2 separate regions of the Bicyclus anynana genome follow, and region 2 is linked to region 1. The links are chromatin contacts, called in public Hi-C maps. All regions are on one chromosome and are shown on one strand. Each heading gives the region's core, a stretch centred on a gene start, on an enhancer-like site or on the middle of the called end of the contact. The rest is flanking DNA. Distances are from core to core; before and after follow the strand shown.

The links. A called contact is a pair of places that touch in the nucleus more often than the background predicts.
Region 2: a Hi-C map of whole larva shows a contact between it and region 1, with 9 times the contacts expected there. The contact joins the promoter of LOC112045037 here to the promoter of LOC112044927 in region 1. A contact is called at or near these places in 2 of 2 Hi-C or Micro-C datasets (whole body and whole larva).

What each region holds. Positions count from the first base shown.
Region 1 is chr14:14,558,316-14,563,220 of ilBicAnyn1.1, reverse strand. It overlaps LOC112044927 (DNA-directed RNA polymerase I subunit RPA1), which reads left to right and starts at 2,892. Exons shown (of 3, transcript XM_024080939.2): 1 at 2,892-3,062; 2 at 3,170-4,905. The coding sequence starts at 3,178. It overlaps LOC112044974 (SUZ domain-containing protein 1), which reads right to left and starts at 2,324. Exons shown (of 3, transcript XM_024080997.2): 1 at 2,188-2,324; 2 at 1,805-2,097; 3 at 1-69. The coding sequence starts at 2,247.
Region 2 is chr14:14,888,600-14,893,504 of ilBicAnyn1.1, reverse strand. It overlaps LOC112045037 (peroxisomal membrane protein PEX14), which reads left to right and starts at 2,072. Exons shown (of 5, transcript XM_024081085.2): 1 at 2,072-2,315. The coding sequence starts at 2,265. LOC112045036 (calpain-7) reads right to left here and starts at 1,313. Exons shown (of 12, transcript XM_024081084.2): 1 at 989-1,313; 2 at 90-232. The coding sequence starts at 1,199.

The sequences.
Region 1 (4,905 bases), core at 1,643-4,142:
TTCGTTTTCCCAGTATTCTTGTTTTCACTGATATTGTTCGCTTGTAATTTGTCTTGTAACCGACTGAGGCTGTAATAGGAAATTATTCACATTAATTATACAACTTTATAAAATTAAATAAGTATTTTCTAAAAAAAAAGATTGTCCATATGTTTTAAATGACTGAATGAATGAATTAATAGTAAATAGTACTGTGAAGTGAAACTAATGAAGATTTGTAACAAGTGTGTTATGAGCTTCAGTTTTATTTAAACTTCCACCTTTCATTTTGAGGAAACTTTTTTTCCTGATTGTGTAAGTGCCTTAATCGATCAGGAATTGAACCACAACCTCTGTGTGATCCTTCCCGCCACTTTACTACTGTGCTATTGAGGCTCAAAATTCTTTTAAAACTTTTTGCTTAAACATAATTTTTTTCATGCACTAAAGTCCTCGGCTTCTAAATAAGCAAAGTAAGTTAAATATATCCCTATAAAAAATAATATCATAAAATTAAACTTGTAATTTCGTTAGTGACAAATATGTGATTATCATAACACTCAACTATGTAAGCATATTAATTGAATTATTAATCAATAATCAGCAAGTAATTATTATTATAGTAACATTTTCCTTCCCTCCAATTACTTCAATTATATAAGAATAGGTATCCAAAGCTGCTCTAGTACAAGGTTTTACCATTATTTGTGTAAGAAGGGAGAGCAACAAATACAGGTAACATTTTGGAATATGTTGAAGCTTCTTCAGTGTTGACATTATTTTGAACTGCCTTCAGAAACAGGTAGAGTTTTTATAAATAGTCAAACTAGATGTTTCAAAAGTGCATGAATACTACATGAAATGAATTAATTTTGATTCAGATTTTGCACAGATTCTACATAATTTATATATTTTGTACCTTAATAAACCTTGAGCTGCTAGCAAATTGCATTGGGTACACAATTTTGTAATCCAAAAATAGTGGAAATGCCCATAAAGAAAGTGTGAACAAGGAACTTTTAATGTATTAGATTACTACCTTCTTGTGAGTAATTACTAATTTCATTTACACAAACAGCAACTGCTACCGACAACTGCAGCTGGCAATGTTTTGACAGCAGTCAACGGTTGCAGTCAACTGCAGTTGTTGGTAGCAGATTCCAGCTGCCGTTGGCAAGGTGCTGCTCATGTAAATGAACCCTTACTCTAAATAACAAAATGTTTATGTTGTGTTAATATTCCTTTATGTCACATTACGGAACTAATGACAGGGCACTGCTCACTACATAAACACCTTTCGGTTCTAGATATAATCAACAATTCTCTGTGCAGAACATGCATTGAGGAAGAAACATTAATACATGTTATGCTTAGATGCAGAAGTGTATCTGAACAATGTGCAGCATAAATTGGCTCCCCAGCAACACTCCATGAGGCTTATGGCCGCCTGCTAAGCTTCTGGAGCAAGCTTAGTTTGCTGGAATGACTCCACTGGGGAACAGCAACAAATGGACCAACATGCCCACCTTTACTGGCCAAGTGTAGAAAAGGTCCAGGAGAGAAGAATACACAAAGGTGTTAATGCTATCAAGTTACTACTACATCCAGAGGTGTGCACAGTCTACCAGTGACTACATCTAGAGGTACAATGTCTTCAAAGTCTTCAAACTTACTCTGTTGGAAAAACTAGGAGGATTCAAATCCTCTGTTCTGTATAATGCTAGTTTTTCTATTAAATCTACCTACAAAGACATACTATAGGATAATAAGGTGTCTATTTTGGTATATAGGTACAGAGTTCAGATATAACAGATATAGGACTTACTTGTCGTCAATAACATCCTCTGGACTACGAGCTTCGCCTAAAATTCTTAACCGGGCTTCCTCATACTCCTTCTGTCTTTGTTCAAGTGTTTTGACGGGCCTCGCTCGGTTTTCTCCGTTCAGCTGCCCACTGGCCAAGGAACTCGGCCGCTTGAGTATACGTATAGCTGGCTCAGGCATTACGCACTGAGACCCAATGCACGCGCTCTCTTCTACAATTACGTTCGTAACCTTGCAACCTCTTAGACTCGTCACTGGCGGCACACTGGACATCAGCTTGATCTTTTTGTCCAACTGAAACAGTAACTTGTGTTATTATACACTGTGCCACGTAATTATTCATGGGAATCAGTGTTCCGATTTGGTTTTCACTGATAAACTTACGCCAATTTCGTCCATATCCTCCCAGCTTTCACATATGTCAACTTCATCTTGTGCCGCCATCTTGCAGTTTGTTTGAAGTTTTGATAAAGTTTGACTGCGTACAATGTTGCTACTACTTAGAAACCATTAACTCAATGTTACCATTTAAAATAACATTAAGCTTACTTTCCACAAAGCGATCACAATGATCACGCTCACGATGGAGATGCATCGCACCCAAATTCACCAACAAAAACGTATATTGTTGCAATGATAATTTATTATTTAAGTGTAGTTAAATGATTATATGATACTAATAAAAATATAAAAAGTATATTCTACTACCTAAGCTTCATGAAGTTGAAAATATTTTATATTGCAATAAACATTAAATTGTGTAAATCAATTGTGACATATAATATGCTAAATGGTATTGTTTGGTATTGGCATTTTTTTTTCTTGAGCGTTTAGCTGGATTTGACAGGTTTCAAAATAGATTGTGGCCCTATTGTGACAGAATCGGTAAATAATTTGCAGATAGTCACGCTGTGTGGAGCTTCTACAATCATTTTATTATAAAATAGGCTCTATCACCATTATATTATATTCTAAATAGGCTCTATATTTATTCAATGTAAGCTAGAACTCGTAGCCCAAAAATATACAAAAATAACTATACTTTTAATTTTTAATCTGTTCTGTTTCTAATTTCTATGTTATTTGCTTATTTGACGTCCGTGGTTCTGTGAACTTCTGTGTTTTCTGTTTTGTTCTGTGTATATAACCTAAAAAATTAAAAACCAAAACAAATGGTCGAAAAGCAATCAAGATATAATAAAACGGATTTTAATTTATAATGTAATATCCTTAAAATTTAGTCCGCGTGTCATTTACCTGTAAGCAATAACTAATATATAACTTAGTAAACTACTATGGTAAAATACAGTTTCACTAAGAGGTTATGTATTACCATGATTTTAATGATTTTTTAAATATTTTATAGGCCTAACAATGGACGTGAGTTCAAGATTTTCGTCGGACCTGACAGGGTTGACATCTGTCGATCCGGACTCTATACAGTTTCTCATGTTTACCGACGAAGAGATAAAAAAACTTAGCGTGGCGAAAATCACAAGCACCATTACTTTCGATAGTATGGGCAATGCTATAAAAGGAGGCCTCTATGACCCTGCTATGGGACCACTAAAAGACCGCAATGATTTTTGCACAACCTGCTCTAACACTCTCCTACACTGTCCTGGACATTTTGGACACATAGAACTCCCACTTACAGTGATAAATCCGATATTCAATAAAACTGTTTACACTCTATTTAGAATGTCATGTTTAAAGTGTTTCAAAATACAAATGGATGACAGAATGAAGTTCATATTGAAATTACAGTTGGAACTTCTCGACACTGGCCATATTACTGCTGCTTTAGACTTGGGCAACTACATATGTGATATCAAGGACTACAACAGTGCAACATCACCAGAGAAGCCTAACAAAGTGATAAGGAAATATCAGAAGCTGGTTAGAAAAAGAGATGCAATCAATGAGAAGTTTCAAAATAAAAACACAGACAAACTGAGAACAAAGATCATTAATAATTTCTTTAAAGTTATGAATACATCAAAAAAATGTCTTTATTGTAAGAGCAAACTTATTAAAGTTACAACTAGTGATAATAAGATTATGGTCAACATGAGTACTGAAGGTGGTTTGTCAGATAAAAAAGGAATTAAAATCTTAATGCCTGATGAAATAAAGCATCACTGCACCTCTATAGCAGAAAATGATGAAGATATCCTAACTTGCTGTATTCCAATACTAAAGTATGGAAACATTAAACCTGTTACAGATTTATTTTTTATGCAGGTTATACCAGTGTTGCCTCCCTGTGTGAGACCTTGTAATTTTTTGCTTGGTCAGGTAGTTGAACATCCACAAAATCATGTGTATAAAAATATAATGAATTTTGCTTACAGTGCCAGGGCTGTACTACAGGTTTTAACAGCACCTGATCAACAAAAAGGTATTGATGGTCTTGACCTACATCCAAGGCAGGCATATGAGCGTGTCTCAGGGACATCACCTGCAGAAAAGCTACATTCAGTGTGGCAAGAATTACAAAGACAAACCAATCAACTACTCAACTGCGAAGGCTCAGGCGCTGAGAGTCAAGGATTAAAGCAGATTCTTGAAAAAAAGACTGGTGTAATAAGAATGAATATGATGGGCAAAAGAGTCAATTTTGCTGCTAGATCAGTTATCACACCTGATCCCAATGTAGACATTGATGAAATAGGTATCCCTGAGGCTTTTGCTACAAAGTTGACATTCCCAATTCCAGTTACAGAATGGAATGTAGATGAGTTAAGGAAAATGGTAATCAATGGACCAAACAAGCATCCAGGAGCTGAGAAATTAGAAATCAAAAATGGGAGAATGATCAGAATTCCTCCTGATTCCATTCAAAAAAGAAAATCTCTGGCTAAAAAGTTATTAACTCCTGAAGAGTTTAAAAAATCTGAATTGAAAATTGTACATCGACACTTGATCAATGGTGATGTGCTGATATTAAATCGACAGCCTACACTTCATAAACCTAGTATGATGGCACACAAGGCAAGAATACTTCTAGGGGAGAAAACATTAAGGTTACATTATGCGAATTGTAAAGCATATAATGCTGATTTTGATGGTGATGAAATGAATGCTCATTTCCCTCAAAAT
Region 2 (4,905 bases), core at 823-3,322, 330 kb before region 1:
TACCCTTGCTTCTTTCATTCTCATTAATCAGTTTGGTGTTAAAAATTAAATGATAAGCCCTAGAACAAAGAAGTTAAAAATGTACTCACAACACTAACAGCTAATTCCACTGCCTGGGTGTAAAGCTGCAGCGCCAAGTCTTTCAGATTCTCCTCATCTGCATCAAGCGCTTGTTGCATGAGGAAGTAGCATTTTTGCAACACCCTTTCGCTTTCTTCTTGTTGGGCTCTATCTGTAAATAGTAACCAACCCTTAGTGACCAATCACTACATGCCCCCCCATCCGCGCGGACTATCGGGAGTGTTACGAACAAAGTTGACAAACTATAGTGCCTGTTTATGAAAACAGGTATGCAATCTGAAATGAAATACTGCTAATTTTTTTTTCTCTTTTTGATTTTTTTTTTTTGGTTATTTATATACTTAGTATAGTTAATAATAATAATCAGTGTAAACCTAACTGTGGTTACGTTGCATAATAGTTACGCTTAATTTCAAAATAAATAAATAAAAAAATTATTTATCACTTTTGTTTTAGGTAATTTAATTATTTCCTCACTGATGGACCTAAATTACACCACTATCTACTTACTTGAATGATAATTTTTGACTAGTTTTTTATAATTGTATACGATCATAACCATGTTGGTTATGATCTATACAATTATGATAAAAAATTAATAATAAAAATTCAAAAAAAAAATTATAAGTATATCAAATTTTTACAACACAACATACATAACATATAGTGTCTACCGTGTAATGTAGAACAATAACCAACAACACTAAGATTATGATATGACAAACGGGGAAACCTCTTTTTATCAAATACTAAATGTACTTACATGCATAAAAAACAATTTACAAAAGCAAATGTGTATGTAACAAGCATCATTGTAATGCAATAAAAATTGGTTGATAATTATAAACAAAAATCCAATGAGTCATCACATACTATAAACTTTTAAAATAAATAATTTATGGAATACCTTTTTGTTCCTCCAAGAAGGTGGCCCTTTTCATATACTCCTTCACCTTCTCCCGGAGATCTACTTGTTTTTCCGGCGATACGTGACTGCAAACCCTGTCGAGAAGTCTTGCAGCCGTTCGGTAACATTCTACCGCTTTTTCTACTTCTCCTGCTTGATCGAAAGAAACAGCTAAGGATGCCGCCTCTGTGGCATTCGCAAAGTCAGCCATTTTACAACAAATTTCTTTTTATTTTGGAATCAAAATTATATCCATTCATGATTTTTAAACCAAAACAAAAAGGGTAGGTTCTTCACAACTTTACAAACACAGATGACAAATTTTACAAAAACTAAAAAGTCATAAATAAAACACAAACGTCAACGTCAAGTCAAAAATGTGCACCACAGACAAAGTCAAAATGCAAGTTAAGTTAAAATGCACCAAATCCTTAGACCATTAAAAAGAATGGACTTGTTTCGCACCCAAATTCACCAACAAAAAAGTCTGTCGTTTTTTGAGGGGGGCGAGGTAAACTTACACATCGAAAACATTTAACACCATTAATATCCATATAAATTTATTCATTCGTATTAGATAATGTACTACATACTTACTTTAAGGTGATACACTTTACATTCGACCTTAATGTCTCAAACCTTAAAGGATTTTTTTCAAATTTTAAAACAAATTTCAAAGCGTGTCAACAAATTTCAAAGATTTAATTTGTTTTAAAACACGCTACTTCTTTTAAATTTTCCGCTATAAACGCCACTGACGAAAGTTATAAAGGCACCAGCTTTGATGGCGCCATCTGCGTTTAGCTTTCGCCGGCCAACCCTTTTGCTCAAAAATCATTACAGTCTTAGCTCAAAACGCTCCATAATCCATCCATTCCATTTAAGTTTATGATAGCTACGCTCGCAAGCAAGTGGAGCGAATGAACTGTGCCGTAGTCATGATTGTGATCGTTTAGTGGAATGTAACCATCAAAAGCTTTAAAAAAAAATCAAAAGCACTGTGGTCAATTTCTATCGTAATTCATATGTCAAATGAATGTCAATTATCAAACACTGTGTCAAGTGTCAACTGTCAATGTCACATTGATTATTTGTGATTTATGGTTTGTGGTTCCTTTTGTGTTCACGTTTTTATTTTAAATAATAATTAGAAATTTAATTATACGAAGTGAATATTATTTTTATAGGATTTTTTCCATATTCGTTATATAATAATTACACATTCATTGTGCAAACTGTGTAGTGCTTCCGTGAATCGAGAACATTTTAATTGAAAATGGCATCGGAAATTCTAACTTCGCCAGGGACGGAAATTAGAGAGAATTTGGTGATTATCTTTAAATCATTATCCTTATTATCAGTTTACTAATAATTTAGAATAATAATTCGCCGAATAACACGACCCGACGACGAAAGATTGTTGAGTTTTGTTACATTAAATAAATAAATTAGCATACAAAGTCTATGTATGTTGTGTTAAGCATTAATAGACCTTTGTGCATATAGAACATGATTATTACAGTTTTTGCTTAGTTATAAAAACAAGCATCAATTGTACACTCAAGAAATCTGAAGTAGGTACTCAAGTATTTATATTTCAATGTTTTAATGAGATTCGAGAGAGAATTGGATTGTAAGAGGTATAAGAACAATAAGTGTTACCACTTTCCATGATAAATTTCTTCACAAAGGAAATGTAAAAAAACTTGTATGGATACCAAATTGTTTCCCCTCCAAAAAAATAATTAAATAATAATTAAGAGATCTCTGTGTGTATGTGATAATGATCTAATGATGATAAAGTTAAATATGAAATTGTCAGTAAAAAAACTAAATACAATAAATCAAAAAACTAAAAGTTAAAAGCCTGTCACTTTGATATGATTTAAAATCATCAATGACAGCCTATTTGAAAGTCCCACTGACTACCACCTTTATTATAGGAGAGGGACAGAGAGAGCTTAGATATTCAAATTCTACCAATCATAATTACTGAGCCCAACAGTTTAACATGTCTTCAAAGCTAGTTGGTGTAACAGCCAACTTCCTAAACTTGAGCTTCAATTGAGAATTTATTGGAAGAACTCATCACCAAGAGGTGGTGATTTGTTCCACTACCTGGTCTATTGTACCTACTCGTAACACAGTCTTATCAGACTAATTGGAGGGGAACAGGAATATTGGATTATTTCAATAGATATGGCAAATGTTATTTAAAAAAAAACAATGTTACAATAATATTCATTCTCAATTAGTCTGGGACTCGAACCCAGACCTCAGTATGGTATAAAAAAACAGTCTTAAAGACAAAGACTTAAACCACTGGTAGTACGAGTCAATTAAAAGTATTTCCACATATATTTCTGTTATTGCTTAACATTGTTTAAGTTTCTTATCATAACTTGATCAAATTATTTAAAAAAAAGAATCACCAATAATGAATTAAAATACATGCTTCTTTAGACAAACTTGACCTAGTTTCGTAAATATTCACATGGGTAAATTTAATAAACAACTGCTTGGAAGATATTGTGCAGTTTGTTGAGTTTATGTTTATTATCATTAAAATGTAACACAACTTCATAGATGCAAAAACTTACTGCCTGAGCACCCAATTGAATACAACCTAAGAACAGCACAAAGTCTGGCTGCTCAAAGATTACATTTTTGACAGGTGGTGTGATTGAGACAAACATATTCTTTTGTCTCTCTCTCTCTCTCTCATTCATTGTCCACCTGTCAGAAACTCTATCTCGGAACAGCCGGACTTTAACACAATTACAAGTTAAAAAAGTTAAGGCAATGTAGGTACTAGTACAAAAAGTCCAAAGTTCATATTTTACAAGAATATTTATAAGTAAAATTTGTTCTACATTGTCGAACAATATGAGTTCACCATGGTGGTAAGCTATACAAATATTATGAAGAGGAAAGATTTGTACTTTTGTATGTACTAGCTCAATAACTATTGGGCTGATTTAAAAATTTCTTTCACCAATACAAAGCTACATTATGGCATTATTACACATGGGATATATTTTATCCCCATATTCCCACTGGTAATGGGAACTGCGTGGGTAAAACAGCGAGGTTCAGCTAGTAATTAAGTAAATTGGCTAGTTTTGCATGTGCTCAAAAGAGGAGTGCTTTAGAGATAGGAAATAATTTGCTATTTGATTAGATATCAGTTAGCAACACACTCTGTAGTATGTTTATCAAAGTTTGATAGTGCAATCTAAAGTTATTAGAACAGACTTCTGTAATATTTATTCTATTTAGAAGCCAAATATCAAATCTCTACAGGTAAAGGCTGCTAAATTAAGAGTACCAGACTCTTATTTAGGATCCTCTTTGAGAGTCAATATCAAAATTTATTTACAGAGAGATTAAGAGATTTGTTAATGTTTATTTACATTGTTATATAATAAGAAAGTGGTGGTGATAAGTAAATCTAACTTTCAAACTTAATAAAAAGTTTGAAACATGCCTGTAATGGGAAATATGTAATAGTTATATGACATTGTGACAGAGATCTATGTCCACATATTACTAGACATATTATATTTTGTTTAAAAATAATAGTTATCGATGATTTGCAGGCACAGGAGGCTTTACACCAATGCCTCAAAACATATATCCTTCTACTGTACTATAATTGGTGCTGATTTTAGATTAGCTTGGCATTTGACAGACTCCATGGTGGATTTACAAGACGGATGTCCTGGCTTTGATTGAGGTTTTTTAATTGATCCCTACCGGCAATGACATACTGCCAAGCGATTTAGCGTTCCGGTGTAATATTGTTTAGAAACCGAAAGGGGTGTGGATTTTCATCCTCCTCCTCCTAAAAAGTCAGCCTGCTTTTTTAATAATACTCTTTATTTGTACACCACAAAAAATAAAAGAAAACAAGCAAA